3 separate regions of the Sus scrofa genome follow, and all the other regions are linked to region 3. Evidence: chromatin contacts called from public Hi-C and HiChIP or PLAC-seq data. All regions are on one chromosome and are shown on one strand. The core of a region is the stretch at or near the end of the contact, and the rest is flanking DNA. Distances in the headings are between cores, read along the strand shown.

Region 1 (4,738 bases), core at 408-2,907, 110 kb after region 3:
CCAGCCTATGCCTCAGCCACACCAATGTGGGATCTGAACTGCATCTGCAACCTATACCACAGCTCTCTCGGCAATGCCAGATCCTTTAACCTACTGAGCGGGGCCAGGGATCAAACCCATGTCCCCATAGATACTAGTCAGGCTTGTTACCACTGAGCCACAATGGGATTCCTGTTTTGACAATCTGAAGGTCAAAAAAAAGAAACAGTAGTAATCAATTATAATCACTGAATAAAATAGGAATTCATGAGTCAAAATAATAGTTAAAATAAAAAACTAACAATTTGTGGGGCTTATAAAATATATGGAAATAATTAAGTATATAAAATAGTGAAAGAGTCAGAAAGAGGGTAAATATAGTATATTATTGTATGTTTCTTACCTATACATAAGTGATATAATAGTTTAATATTATTTCAAGATATACCTGTGATAACTTAAAATGAAAATTATAATTTCTAGAGTAATGACTAAAATAAACAAAATTCCCATGATAAAGAGCTAAAATGTCAACAGAGAAGATAGAACACTGAAAAAAAATTTTTTTTTGCTTTATACAAAAGCAAGCAGGAATACAGCTTTAAAAAAGGAACAGAGAATAAATGGGATAAACTGAAAGTGAATAGCAAGAGAGTTGACTTAGAAGTCAGCTCTGTCGATAATTATACTAAATATAAATGGTCTAAATAACAATTAAAAGGCAGGTTGGATAAATAGTAGAATGCTCTAGGAAGGCTTCACTATAAGGTGACAATTGAGCAAACACTTGAAGGAGACGAGGTAACACGACATGCAGATAATACAGTGTTTCAGACAGAGAAAAGAACATATCCAACACTGATTTGGACCATTTTAAAGACAGAGAGCTGATTAGCAGACACTGCTCAGAGGTGAGGCTGACTAGATTCTCAATGATTGAAATGACCAGGAATATTCCTAGGATTTTGCACATTCTCCTACAATTATATAAGTATTATATATGTAATATATACTCTCTATATATATATATATTCCTAGGATTATATAATTACCATAGCCTCAGAGCTTTGCAGGACTATCCCTCAGAACATGACTAGTTCTAACTCTTAAATATGCCTTTTCTGACCTCATTTGTTCCCTGTGCTCTATCACAAGCTCCTGTACTCCACCACAGGTCTTCAAAGTTTATGGTGACAATGACCATAGAGTCATAGAATTAGGGATTAGAAGCTATCTCAAGGGTCATCTGGCTCCAACCTCACATCCGTGGTATGGCTGACAGATGAGTCAGCGTCACATCCCATGGGAATGATTTCACACCTTCCAGGACCAATTCTTCAATTCATGGATGGTTCTACAAGAAAGATCTTTCTTCCATGGGGCACAAACCTGCCTTGCTGTAGTTGAATTTTTTCTGCATCTAAGTCACCATGGTGAATGTCTCACCATATGTAGCGAAGGAGACAGAAAGTGCAAGAGTTTCAAATCGACCATAAGTTTCTTGGCTTTCATCACCTTCACAGGACCTGTCAAATGGTTTAGTTTTCAAAACTTAAACCCTTGGCCTTCACTAAACCTTCCCAGTATCTTCTGTCAAGAGACTTCCTGGACTTCTGAAGGGAAAGTAAACCAAATGGGCGTGTGTTTCTCATCAGTGAAAGCCAAGTGCTTCCAGAGGCCAGCTGGGCTATTTTTGTCTGTGGGTTGTGGATGGTTGCCAAGATTGAGCAGAGGTGTTTGCCTGTGGTAAAGAGAGAGAGAGAGAGACCAATGGAGGTTACTACTGATGCAGGAGAAGGAAGGCTTATGAATAGGATTTAGAAGCTGAGAGCCTTGTTGAGATGGTCCTAGCTCTATCTTCATGCTCAGACCTCTCCTCTCCTCCCTTGCACCTTCTCATCTGTGGGCTCAAGGCTGCTATGGGATTCATTTCTCTCTTAACAGGAAGCAAATATCAAGCCTTTGGATGGGCGAGGTCTTGCAGTAACCTCATCTTACAGTATGATGCTCTGATTGCCGCTACCCTGAGTCCAAAGTGTCCTCTCCCCCATCATCACTAATGGGGCTCAGCACTGCTTTGGATGGAAGCAGGAAGCTGGGGTGGGAGGACAGAACCACCGGAGGTAGCCCAAAACCTCAAAGGAGATAAGTTAATCTGAGGGAGTTGGGGATTGATTCAGATTCAAAGACTGAGTGTTGTCTAGAGAGACACCATCTCCACAGGCCCCAAACTGCTTGGGTTTCACAGCCATGAATTAGTGACCAGGTAGACCTGAGATTAAATGGAAGCAGTTTGGGCACAAGCCAAAGCAGAGTCCTGGCTTATTGTAGCATTTACACTTCCACTACGGGCCCATGTGTATGGAATAGACACACATGAATGTGCGTTCAGGGTAAATTTTAAAAACACAGATTTTTAAATACAGGTTAAAACACAGCTTTCTGGCCTCTGCTCTTAGGAATTCTGACTCAGGCAGTCTGAGCAGGACCCAGAAAGCTATCTTTTGGAAACTTTCCCAGATGACTCTGGTGTGTGTTTGGGAATCATCAGCTTAAAGGACTGGCGGTCAGGCAGACACCTGTGCTGAGTCCCTTGTCTGTTGACATCTGAACTTCCTGTCCTCAGCTGTGGTACTCTGTGAGCCTTATCATTTCTCTCACCTCCCCATGACGTGATTACCTCCCTGCCCAGCTTTAGCAGGTCTCAGGGCTGCTGTGAGCTAATGATAAAGAATACCTAGCACAGTACCTGGTACTCAATAATCACTCAGTAAAAGTCAGTTATTTTTCTTACTATCTCTGGTTAGAATTATATGATGAGCCTGAATTGTATGACCCTTTAGACCACACAATCATACCTCTTGAAAATAGCAGAATTAGGTCCACTCCTACCTCCTACACTAATCCCTGGAATCTCCAGGAAACCTCCTGTTTGCCCCCATTGGATTCTCATTTGGTGCCAGTCTGATTTTCTTGGGTTTGCTTTCTATTCTTTTGGCAGGATCTGGAGCAGGTGCAATCCCTTTGTGTTTGTTTTGAAATGCTCTCCACTGGTTGAGAGGAGTTGGGCCTCCCACTCACAGTGTTTTGGTGGTTTGTTTCCATTCCTTTGTGGTTGTGTTTATTGTGGTGTTACTTGGAACTGAACGGTAGTTTCTTTGGAGGCAGAGGGATTTTGTAGACACTGTGTGAAATTCCTTGTCCTGGGAGGGTCCCCCAGAATGTAATACAATATCTCTGCTGGCTCTAGAACTATCCAGAGTAGACAGGATTCTCCTGTTATAACTAGAACTAGAGTAAATGCAGAATTCACTCATTTGTTATCTATTCAGCTGATGTTTATAAGCACTGATTTTGTTTGTTTTTGTCTTTTTAGGGCTGCACTTACGGCATATGGAGGTTCCCATGCTAGGGGTCGAATCGGAGCTGGCAGCGCTGGATCCTTAACCCACTGAGCAAGGCCAGGGATCAAACCCGCATCCTCACGGATACTAGTCGGGTTTGTTAACTGCTGAGCTGCGACGGGAACTCCTGTGAGCACTGTTAATGTGCCAGGCATTATACTAATACTGGGAAGAAAAGGAGGCCCCCGCCATTTAAGCCCAAATCCCCCTAATCCCCTCTCCAGCCCATCAATTACAACACTGCCAGGTTAGCCTTCGCTTGTTCATGCTCCTGGTAATTGAGGACCTACTGTGTCCTAGGTGAAAAGGTTGGTAGGATATAGTTCCTGTCTCCTGGGAATCCATAGCTTGGAAGGAAACAAGGTCAGAAACACATAACTATTCTAAGTCCTATTTAGAATGACTTAAATGTGCTTTTTCTACCAAGGAGAGCTATAATAGAAAGTGTGCAGAGCGTAGGAACATAAGAATTAAATTTACTTCAAAAGAGTCATTCATTTAACCAGCATTTACTGAATGCCACTATAGGCCTGGCATCATGCTTGGCAATAGAGAAAAACAGCCTCTGCTTTTATGGAACAGAGTTTAGAAGTGTCGGCTCTAAAAAGTAAGAGAAATCTGAGTTTGTATCCTGGCTCTACCTCTAACTAGCTGTGTGACCTTGGGCAAGTTACCTACCCTCTCTGAGCCTCACATTTCTCATCTAGAAAATGGAGGAAATAACATCTACCACATAGGGTTACTGGGAAGGTTCAAGAGGCTTTTTTATTTTTATTAAGAACTTTTAGCTTAGTTGCCCTTTGTCCTAATATCCTACCTTGTATAAGAGGTAGTTAGTGCCTGATTCTGGCCCTAGACTGTAATTTCCTAAGGGTGGTGCCTGTGTCATGTTCAGTTTTGTAGCTACTGTGACTGCTGCACACTGTCCCAGGCGTGTCTAGTTTACAATCCTTCCAGCTGCTGTTCCTGCTTCCGGGCCCTGGGCACCATCCATTGGTCAGGGGCCTCTAGACACGCTGACTTGACCCTTATCTGAGAGAAACGATATAAAGCCTGGGGCATGGAGCAGGAAGCTGGTGTGGTTAAGCTTGTTCCTACTCTCCTGCAGGTTCCCAATGCGCCCCTTCAAATTTTTTTTTTCTTCTGCCTTTTGCTTTTTAGGGCCGCACTTGTGGTATATGGAAGTTCCCAGGCTAGGGATCTAATGGGAGCTGTTGCCACTGACTACACCACAGCCACAGCCACTGCCCATCTGCAACCTACACCACAGCTCATGGCAACGCTGATCCTTAACCCAATGAGCAAGTCCATGGATGGAACCCACATCCTCATGAATATTAGTCAGGTTCTTAACG
Region 2 (4,769 bases), core at 827-3,326, 77 kb after region 3:
GTAATTTTTATATGTACTACAAGTTGAAACGGTATTTGTTGACATATTTTACTTTTGTTAATGTGACTACTAGAAAATTTTAAAGTACATATTTGTCTGTTGGATGGTACTGTTCTACAGTGTTCATGATTTAATAATGACTTGATAATATAACAATACTTTTTTTTTTTTTTTTGCTTTTTAGGGCCACACCTGCAGCATAAGAAAGTACCCAGGCTAGGGTCGAATCAGAGCTACAGCTGCCAGCCTACACCACAGCCACAGCAGTGCAGGATCGAGCCATTGAGCGGAGGCCAGGGATCAAACCCATATTCTCTGGATACTAGTCAGATTTGTTTCCACTGTGCCACAACGGGAACTCCCGCCACCCCACCCCCCCATTTTTATGGCCGCACCCACGGCATATGGAGATTCCCAGGCTAGGGGTCCAATCAGAGCTACAGTTGCCAGCCTACACCACAGTCACAGCAACACCAGATCGAGCCACATCTGCTACGTACACGACAGCTCACCGGCAATGCTCCAACACTTTTAAAAGTACCTTTAATATCGATCTCCTTTTGCTTGTATGAGGTTGGTATTGTTATAACCAATTTCCAGATAAGGGCAGCAAGACCATTAGCTGTTCTGTGCTGATGATCAGTAGACCTGCATGGCTGAACGGATCCAAGCTGAAGGATAATCAGACGGAAGAACACTGACTTGGGGTCAAGAAAATGAGCTTTGTGTCCTTGCTGCACCACTTAATAGCTGCGTGACTTCAGGCAAATTACTGCCCCTCTCTGACCTCAGATTTTCACCTGAAAAATGAGATTGGCTGGATTCAGATTTAATAATGGGAAGCAAGTAGCCTGTGGACCGAATATGGCCACAGATTTGTTTGTGTATTTTGGCCAATCCAGTGATTCATAGTTTTTATTTACATACTTTTAGGTAGCGGTCAGGTGCTCTCCTATGGACGGGTCTCCTCCCTCCCCCCTCCACCATGTCACACTCTTTTGTTACCTGCCTCTACCGTTGGCTGCAAATTTTAAATCTACATGCAATGACTCCATGCAAGGACTGCCCACTGCCTTCAGCTCACACAAATTCTGACCATTGCTAGAACCAGGAGGTCTTAAATGGTGATCACCAATCCACGGCTTTTTGTCTTTTTTGTCTTCCTTTCTATTCTTTTTTCTAAATGATATTATCATCTTGAATTTCCAACAAAACAGCACCATACCCTCCTATAAATGAAAAATATGAAACCAGAGGGAAACTTAAAAATAGTCTATTCAGGGAAATTCCCTTGTGGTGCAGCACGTTAAGGATCTGGTGTTGCTGCAGCTGTGGCGCAGGCTGCAGCTGTGATGCAGGTTTGTACCCTGGCCCGGGAACTTCCACATGCGACAGGTGTGGCCAAAAAAAAAAAAAAAGATAAAAGAAAAAAAAAGCAATGAGATCCTGCTGTATAACGCAGGGAGCTACATCTAGTCGTGTGTGATGGAACATGATGGAGGATAATGTGAGAAAAAGAATATATATATGTATGTGTGACTGGGTCACTGCTGTACAGCAGAAATTGACAGAACACTGTAAATCAACTATAATAGAAAAAATAAAAATCTTAAAAAAGAAAAAAATTCAAATCCTATCCTTTTTTGCAATTCCTTTATATGAAAGCCAGGTAGGATTTTCTTCTTCTTTTTTTAAACAAAAATTCAATGAGATGACTCACTCGAAAAAAAAAAAAAAAAAAAAAACCAGTGGTATGGAAGTGCTTCCGTTTCCTTGTGATTAGGCTATATAAAACTCGTAACAAAAAATAGGTAAATGTAACCCACGCGCTGAAAGTAAATAGCTGAAGGATTTTAAAGCACTGAAAGCAGTCTTTTTGTAAGGATAATAGCAATTTGGATGTGAGCTACTGCTTTTGCATATTCAACACAAGTCTTTGTCTCTTTCGCTTCAGTAGTGGGAGAAAAGCAAAATCTGATTTGATGGGGGAAGAGGAAAAGACCATAAATAAAAGGGCGTGTTGTTTCCTGAGGGACAATCTTCCGACTGGCATTCTGCCCAGAAGCCGGTTCTTCTTGGCCAAACCACAGGATCAGGATACGTTGAGAAACCAGATCAAGACCCCAGAGGGTCAGGAGAGAACACAAAGCTGATCGATGGCTTCAGGGCCCACGTATCAGCGAGTCCTGACCCTGAGGCCAGACTGGTCAATGTTGCTGTTGCATAAACACAGTCAGGGAAATTCCACATGTGACCTCTGGAGCAGCTCAAGGTCAGTGATGGGGGAGGTCGTTCCCAAAGGTAGGTAGTCACAGGCGCACCAGAACTGCCTGAAGATGTGATCACCCCTGCCCTCAACACCAATCTTGGCATCATCTCTTGCTGGGAGAGAAGTCTGACCTTGGGTACAGGCAAGGAAAACGTCCCTGTATTTTTCCCGGAAACGTCGCCACCATCACAGCCTTGACCTCTACCCTCAGGAAGCCAATGCCCAAAAAGGGAAAAGACAGGTCTATTTTCGCATTCACAGAAATATAAAAAGTTAAATGCTAGAGGTTGTGTTAAGGATTTGAGGAGAGGTGGAAGCAAAAAACAGCCTTTGCCAATGGTGAAAGCCAATCCAACTCACTCAAAGTCAGGAGAGGATGAAAGTTAATAGAACGGTTTGGGAAGATATTTGTTTTCTCAACATGCCCTGTTTTTTCCTCCTCTGCTTTTATACTTCCTGAGCAGCAGGCCCTTAATTTTCCAGGTCTTCAACAATCTCTCAATTCTTTCAAGGTGCATCAAAAATGCCACTTCTCCGATGAAGCTTTTCCTAACCCTCCCACCCACGGAGCTTCATTACCTAGAATGCTCACCTGCCACTTAACTATGGCCTTGAGCTGCTCTGTAATGTATTTGTATATATGCACCTCACTTTCCTGACCAGGCTGTTAAACCCTCCACAGACAGCTCAGTCCAGCAGAACTGAGCCCAGAGCCTTAGAGGGGAGCCCAGGGAACCAGCTATCAGCCATGGCCTGGGCCGCCCAGCTTCCCCTTCCCCGACATGCCTTGGGACACTGCCTTTTGCTGACTCTCCATGGGGCCCTTCTTAACCAAACAGGAACCACTTCTTTCCTCACCAGAAGAGAAGCAGAGAGATGTTTATCTGTTTGTTCAAAAGATAAAGTATCAGGGAAACAGAAAGGATTATCAGCTGTTCAGGGAGGTTTGTGATAGCAATGACCACTATCCAGATTATTATGATTTTCTTAGAAAACAAAGCCTTTTCCTGTGGAACAGAGCTGGACCATTAAAAAAAAAGGGAAAAAGGAAGCAAAGAGAAACCTTCCAGATTCCCTTCATTGGGTTGACACAGCCCACAAGTCAAATGAAGGTGGGTCCCTAAAACAAGCAATAACAGTGAAAATACAGTCCATGCTGAAGTGTAAACTTAAAATGGTTAAGATTTTGACACTATGTGTATTTACAACAATTGAATATTGAAAAAATAGTCTTGGTGGGCGACGCACTATTCTGGATTAATTGGAGGGTACGTGCTGTCAAGAACTATGATATACCACAGGTTAGTAAGAATGAAAATGACCATTAAACATAACCGTGGAACAGAGGTAGGGATTTGAAGAGATCAGAGTTGTCCCTGGAAGGCAAAAGGTAATGAATACATAACTAAGTGCCATATTCATCGGAGTCCACTTTTATTTATAATTCACGGCCTTCCAAAAAGACTATGAGGTGGGGCCGAGATTTACAATATTACATGGCTGAATGTGCAACTTCATCCTTTTCCCCCCTAAGTGAAAAGTCAGAACGTGCCAAGAACACAGAACTCCAGCTGGAGAAGTGAGGTAGGGGACAAAGGAAGGAAACGCGACTTTGGCTGGCGTCTTTGATGGACACATCTGCAGAGAAAGGACAACGCTGGAGGCAGACCCTCCTCGCTTCCTTGTTTGTTGCAGCATCTCCCAAACATGTATGACTTCAGAGCCCTTTTTATACATAGCATATTGAGAAAAATACCACGGGAGGCTTCGGAACTCCATCGCCATGATGAGGACAACAGACAGCATTCACTGATAACACCCCAACACTATTCTAAGCAGCTTGTATGCACTGACTCACTTAATCCTCAGAGCAGCCTGCAGGTAGGGATTGCTTATACAGTCAGCCCTCTGTTTCTGTAGGTTCCATATCCAAGGATTCGACCAACTTTGGATCGAACATGCCCCAGGAAAAAAATTCCAGAAAGTTCCAAAAAGCCAAACTTGAACTTGCTATGTGTCAGCAACTATTTCCACAGCATTTACATTGTATTTACAACTATGTCCATAACATTTACATTATATCAGGTATTATAAGTCACCTAGAGATGATTTAAAGTATATGGGATGATACTGTGTGTGTTATATGCAAATACTACATCATTTTATATAGGGAACGTGAGCAGCTTTGGATTTTGGTAACTGTGAGGGACCCTGGAACCAGCCCGATTCAGATACTGGCTACTGAGGGCCGATGGCGTCTCCCATTTTACAGGTGAGGAAACGGAGGTACTGACAGTCACAGAGTGAATTGCTCAGGGTCACAGAGCTAGTAAGGATGTGAATCAAAGGAGTTTGACTCCAGACCCGAGTCCTTAACCACGGCTGTGGACTCACTGACAGTGTTCCCACAAAATATGTCTGGTGGAGTTCTAATCCCGATGCAATAGTTTGGAGATGGGGTCTTTGGGAGGTAACTAGGTTTAGATGAGGTCATGAGGTG
Region 3 (4,577 bases), core at 922-3,421:
TCAATGTCCTAATAAGTAAGACGATATTCTTTTAGAGCTATCACCTCAGGAATTAAAGTCTTGGCAATGCCTACCATGTACTCTACCGTTGACTACGATATGTAAAATAAACTTTAACAATTTTTAAATGCTAAAAGCAAATTATAACTGCTATACCACAGGTTACACATATCTTAAGCAAAACCTTCTTTCAAAAGCCTGTTTGATTCCGGCTGTGGGATGTTCTTAATTTAGAAGTACCCCAAGAGGCAGGGCAGCACAGGATCTGAATGGGGTTCCAGAACTATGGCAGGGCAACTGTGATTTGATCTGGGGTTTTCTTTAGACTCCTAGTCAAACTAAGGCTGGATTCATAGGCCTAAAGACAAATCAGAACCAGACTGGCCTTGAAGGATTTGCTGGAGCTTTTTCAAACTGATCGAAAAATTTGCTGAACATTTTCTATTTCAGTATGAATCTTTTATTTCTTGGCTTTAAAATACAGATGATTGAGGGGAGGGGTCTTTTAGGGGCCCCACCAATGCATATGGAGGTTTCCAGGCTAGGGGTCTAATTGGAGCTGTAGCTGCCAGCCTACACCACAGCCTCAGCAACCTGGGATCGGAGCAGCGTCTGCGACCTACACCACTGCTCACCACAACGCCAGATCCTTAACCCACTGAGCTCGGCCAGGGATTGAACCGGCGTCCTCAAGGATACCAGTCAGATTCGTTTCCGCTGAGCCACGATGGGAACTCCGCAAAACAGATGATTGGGGGTTTTTTGTCAGGGAAAAAACCCTAATGTTTAGGACTATTATCTTGTTCCATGATGATGTTATCTCATAAAAAGCAAAGTTGGTAAAATCATAAAAGTAAAAAGCAGTAATCCACAAAGAATAAGAATTAGAACACCAGAAACCAATTTCTTTTTTTTTTTTTTAATCCTCTAAACCTAGTGGGAAAAGTAAGTGAGCCAAAAGGAGTGCCAAGCTCTCCTGCAAGGCATTAGGCACGGATACCAATTTGAATGACTGTACAAACGTACCAAGTCCCTGGAATCAGCTTGGCGAACTAAGTTCCCACTCCATTGCAAGGCAACACTATCTACTCTTCAGAACTCCTCCAAATTTACCGTGTCTATCTTCTCAGACAGTATTTTAAGGCTTCCCATTATTTGGGCTAAAGGGTGACATTTAAATCTAATGACCCCGTAAATAAGACACCACCCTGGTTAGATTTTTAGGCTTTTTCTGCAGAAATAAATCTAAAGGCCAGATAACTCTTCACTGGTGTTTGCATTAGGATTCCGGGTCTGTAACTCTTGGGAAGGATCCACAGGAAGGGAAGTTAGGGAGAGGGTGAGTACGGTCGCTTTAAAACTGGAAAAGTAAAGGGCTAGTTTAGAGTGGCTGAAAGAGAAGGCAGGTCTCGGGAAAGTGAAGGTCGGAAGATAAGACAGGTAGTTCAAGCAAGATGGGGAAGGAGGACACACGAACTCGACCCCGAGGGACGCCCGAGGGAGGAGAGTTCCAATCGCCAGGGCAGGTGAGCGAGCGCGCAGGTGAGGAGGGATGTCGACCTCCTCCAAGAAGCTGAGGCTTAGGTGAAGCCAGGAGGGATGAGAAAAGCAGCTCGCAAACCTGTTTGAATCAAAAGGCGGGGGGACGCCAAGGCTGCGTGGGGGGCGCGACTCGCACACCGCGAGCCCCAGCGGGGCAGACGGAGCCCGCAGGAGGCAGTGGCTCTGCGGCCCCCGCGCTCCCTCCCGGGCGGCGCCCTCGAAGGTTACCTTTGAGCTGGGGCAAGGGGTGCAGCTCCGGCTGGCTGCCCTGGCTGCGGAACTGCGACGAGCCCTGAGAGCGCTTCTGCCTCTGCGCCTTGCGCACCGATTTCCGGGTGAAGCCGTCCACTTTCTCCGAGGCCGAGATGGCGGCGCTGGCAGCCGCCGCCGGCGGCGGCGACGACGACGACATCTCCGCGGCCCTGGCGCTTGGCAGCTCCGGCTGCTGCTTGCACGGAACGGGCAGCGGCAGGAGGAGGAGGCGGGGGAGAGGCGCCGAGCGCTCGCGCCCCTCCGCCCCGTTCCTCCGGCCGCACCGCCCTCCCGCTCCCGGGCGCCGCCGAGCTTCTCCTCGCCGCCCGCCGACGCCTCACGGCCACATCTCAGGGCCGGCGAGTCCTGGTCCCCGCCGCGCGGCGAGCTCCCGGGGCTGACGGAGGGCGGGGGCGGGGGTGGAGGGGGGTGAAGAAGTTGTTGACTCCGGGAGCGGAGGGCGGGTGGACTGGAGCCCGAAGTTTAGACAACTGAGGCGAGGACGCGGGGTGCGGACGCCGAACGCGCCTCTCGTCCCTGCAGCCCGGGTCCCCAGCCGGCCGGTCCGCCAGCACCTCAGCGGCCGCTGCCAGCGCAGCCCGCCCTGCCTGGAGCCTCCTCCCGAGGCGCTGCCATCGCGGGTCCCCTCCGAGCCGCCGCCGCCACCGCCGCGGTGCCCGCTCTTCCCTGTCAGCGCCGAGCCCTCATCTCCCAGGGCGGCGACCCGCTGCCCCGGCCCCGGGGGCACACACACACTCTCTCCTCCAAGTCCCGGGCGGTCCGAGCCCCCTCCCCCACGCGCCCTTCCGCCGCCCACAGAGAACCCCCAGCGAGCGACCGCTACAACTTGAGAAGGTGCTGGGGAGAAGCAAGGGGGGAGTGTGTGTGCGTGTGCGCGCGCGCCAGGGCGCGCGGCCCGGGGGTGGGGCCTCGCGGGGTTGGGACGGAGGAAATTGACTGACAACTTCCGCGGGGTCCCGCCAGCCTCTCGGTTGCTCGGGAAGGAGTAGGGGGTGGGAAAGCATACCATGTCTTTCAGCCAATCGCGGGGCTAAGCGGCCGCAATAGGGTGAGGCGTGGCCTCCTGCAGGTCTATCAAGCTGGGAGGTAAGGCAGGGGAATGGGGCGTGGTTGTGTGACGGACTTCGGCCACAGCCAATAGTAAGTGAAGGCGGTGAGCGGGGGAGGGGGGCCCACTTACGTCACAACTGTGTAACTAATTCTCTAAGGATTGAGGGGAGGTGCCCCTCCACTGGTGAGCACCTTTGCACGCCTGCGCGACAGGGCCGGGCTCTAATTGCTCTCCTGGCAGCCTATGAGAAGACTGGAAAACTAGAGGTGGGAGTTTAGAGAGAAAATAGTACGCCCCTTCCCGTCCCTCCGCTCTCTATTGACCAATGAGGAACTGAAGCGACTGGTGGGGCGCCTGAGGGCTGGGCCGCGAAAGAGCTCCAGGTGTTACGTCACCGAAAGAGGGCGGAGCAAAGGCCTGGTAGTGGAACTAGCAGAGTGATTGATGGTTGAAGCGGCCCCGCGGAAGGCAAGGAAATGGCTCGCCCAATTGAAGAGAGTTGCTGAACTCTTGGGCGGGCCTTGGAGCCTCACCCGCCCTGAGCCGTGCACTTGGTAGTTACAGGATAAACATGTAGCTCTAGGGTGGTTTGGGCACTGCGGTTCCTGAGAGCTGTTCTAGCGCGAGTTTGGGGCAGTCTAGCGTCTACCACTTCAAAGCGTTTCCCAAGACCACACCCTCCAAGAAGAGGAGTCTCATTCCCAAATTAGTATCCTTCTAATTTTCATCCTTCAGCCGGAGGCTGAAACTGCTTCAACAGGAGGGGTGCAGATTCGCTGACCGGTGGTTTGTGGATTTGGGGGCTTGCCATTTATTTTTGCTAGGATCTCTTCCTTGTAGATCCCATCCAGATTTTAAACTTCTTAAAAGCAGGGACTGCTGGTCATCTGTTTGTTGTGCAGTGCTTTCTTTATAATGGTGCTTAATAAAAATAAGTGAGCTGAACAATCTGTCTTCCTTTAGCTTGGCACTTTGGCCCTGGTGGACCCCAATCTCCATTCTCTCCCATGAGCCCCAGACCTTTTCTTTTGGACGTAATAAAAATAGCTGCCATATATTTAAGCAAAACTGCCTGATACGTGTGTACCGAAGATTCCAACTTTGGGTAGGAAGTTGGGTTCTAGCTCTAGAACCAAATACTACCTTACAATATTTCCTTCCTTAAGATTCACTGGAGTTCTCCTGGAAGCTCAGCAGAAGCGAATCTGACTGGTATCCATGAGGACTCGGGTTCCATACCTGACCTCCCTCAGTGGGTTAAGGATCCGGCTTTGCCATGAGCTGTGGTGCAGGTCACAGACGCAGCTGGGATCTAGGGTTGCTATGGCTATGGTGTAGGCCGGCAGCTACAGCTCTGGTTGGACCCCTAGCTTGGGAACCTCCATATGCCAGAGGTGCAGCCCTAAAAAGACCAAAAAAAAAAAAAAAAATTCACTGAGTGGTGAAATTGTACACAAGCCTCCTAGTCAGGAAGGTTCAAACCTCAGCAGCATCTTTTACACCTTTCTTTTTCCAGTCAAGCTCCAGATCTTGTTGAATGTACTCTCACAAATGTTCAGACCAAGCCTGCCTTACAAGTTGCACAAGCAACCGCCAAACAGTTCAGGGCTTTCAAATTCACTGACAGATCAGTCTTTGAAATGCCACATTTATCTTATTGGCACATGTGAAGAACTACCCAGTGCCTATGGAATAGAGTCCCATTTCCAGG

The links. Hi-C and Micro-C count contacts between places; a contact is called where the count stands out from the background. HiChIP or PLAC-seq counts read pairs in DNA pulled down with a chosen protein or histone mark.
Region 1: an H3K27ac HiChIP or PLAC-seq map of skeletal muscle shows a contact between it and region 3. The contact joins the enhancer-like site here to the promoter of PPP2R5A in region 3. A contact is called at or near these places in 1 of 5 promoter capture datasets (liver), 3 of 47 Hi-C or Micro-C datasets (liver, retroperitoneal adipose tissue and skeletal muscle) and 2 of 2 datasets of contacts at active chromatin or transcription factors (alveolar macrophages and skeletal muscle).
Region 2: a contact with region 3 is called in a Hi-C map of liver, with 2.2 times the contacts expected there. The contact joins the enhancer-like site here to the promoter of PPP2R5A in region 3. A contact is called at or near these places in 1 of 5 promoter capture datasets (liver), 7 of 47 Hi-C or Micro-C datasets (epiblast stem cells, heart right ventricle, liver and 1 more) and 2 of 2 datasets of contacts at active chromatin or transcription factors (alveolar macrophages and skeletal muscle).

The regions. Positions count from the first base shown.
Region 1 is chr9:131,181,899-131,186,636 of Sscrofa11.1, forward strand. It overlaps LOC102165110 (a long non-coding RNA gene), which reads right to left. Exons shown (of 5, transcript XR_305729.3): 5 at 501-1,720. Among named protein-coding and RNA genes, the nearest start is that of DTL, 91 kb to the right of the region's middle. Within about 2 kb of position 1,658, at least 16 of the 83 cell types and tissues checked have an H3K27ac peak or open chromatin away from gene starts, as enhancers often do. A contact at or near this core is called in skeletal muscle, where this site is marked.
Region 2 is chr9:131,150,730-131,155,498 of Sscrofa11.1, forward strand. No RefSeq gene overlaps it. Among named protein-coding and RNA genes, the nearest start is that of PPP2R5A, 77 kb to the left of the region's middle. Within about 2 kb of position 2,077, at least 8 of the 83 cell types and tissues checked have an H3K27ac peak or open chromatin away from gene starts, as enhancers often do. A contact at or near this core is called in liver and retroperitoneal adipose tissue, where this site is marked.
Region 3 is chr9:131,073,632-131,078,208 of Sscrofa11.1, forward strand. It overlaps PPP2R5A (protein phosphatase 2 regulatory subunit B'alpha), which reads right to left and starts at 2,172. Exons shown (of 13, transcript NM_001100192.1): 1 at 1,771-2,172. The coding sequence starts at 1,954. LOC106505045 (a long non-coding RNA gene) reads left to right here and starts at 1,449. Exons shown (of 2, transcript XR_002336046.1): 1 at 1,449-1,526.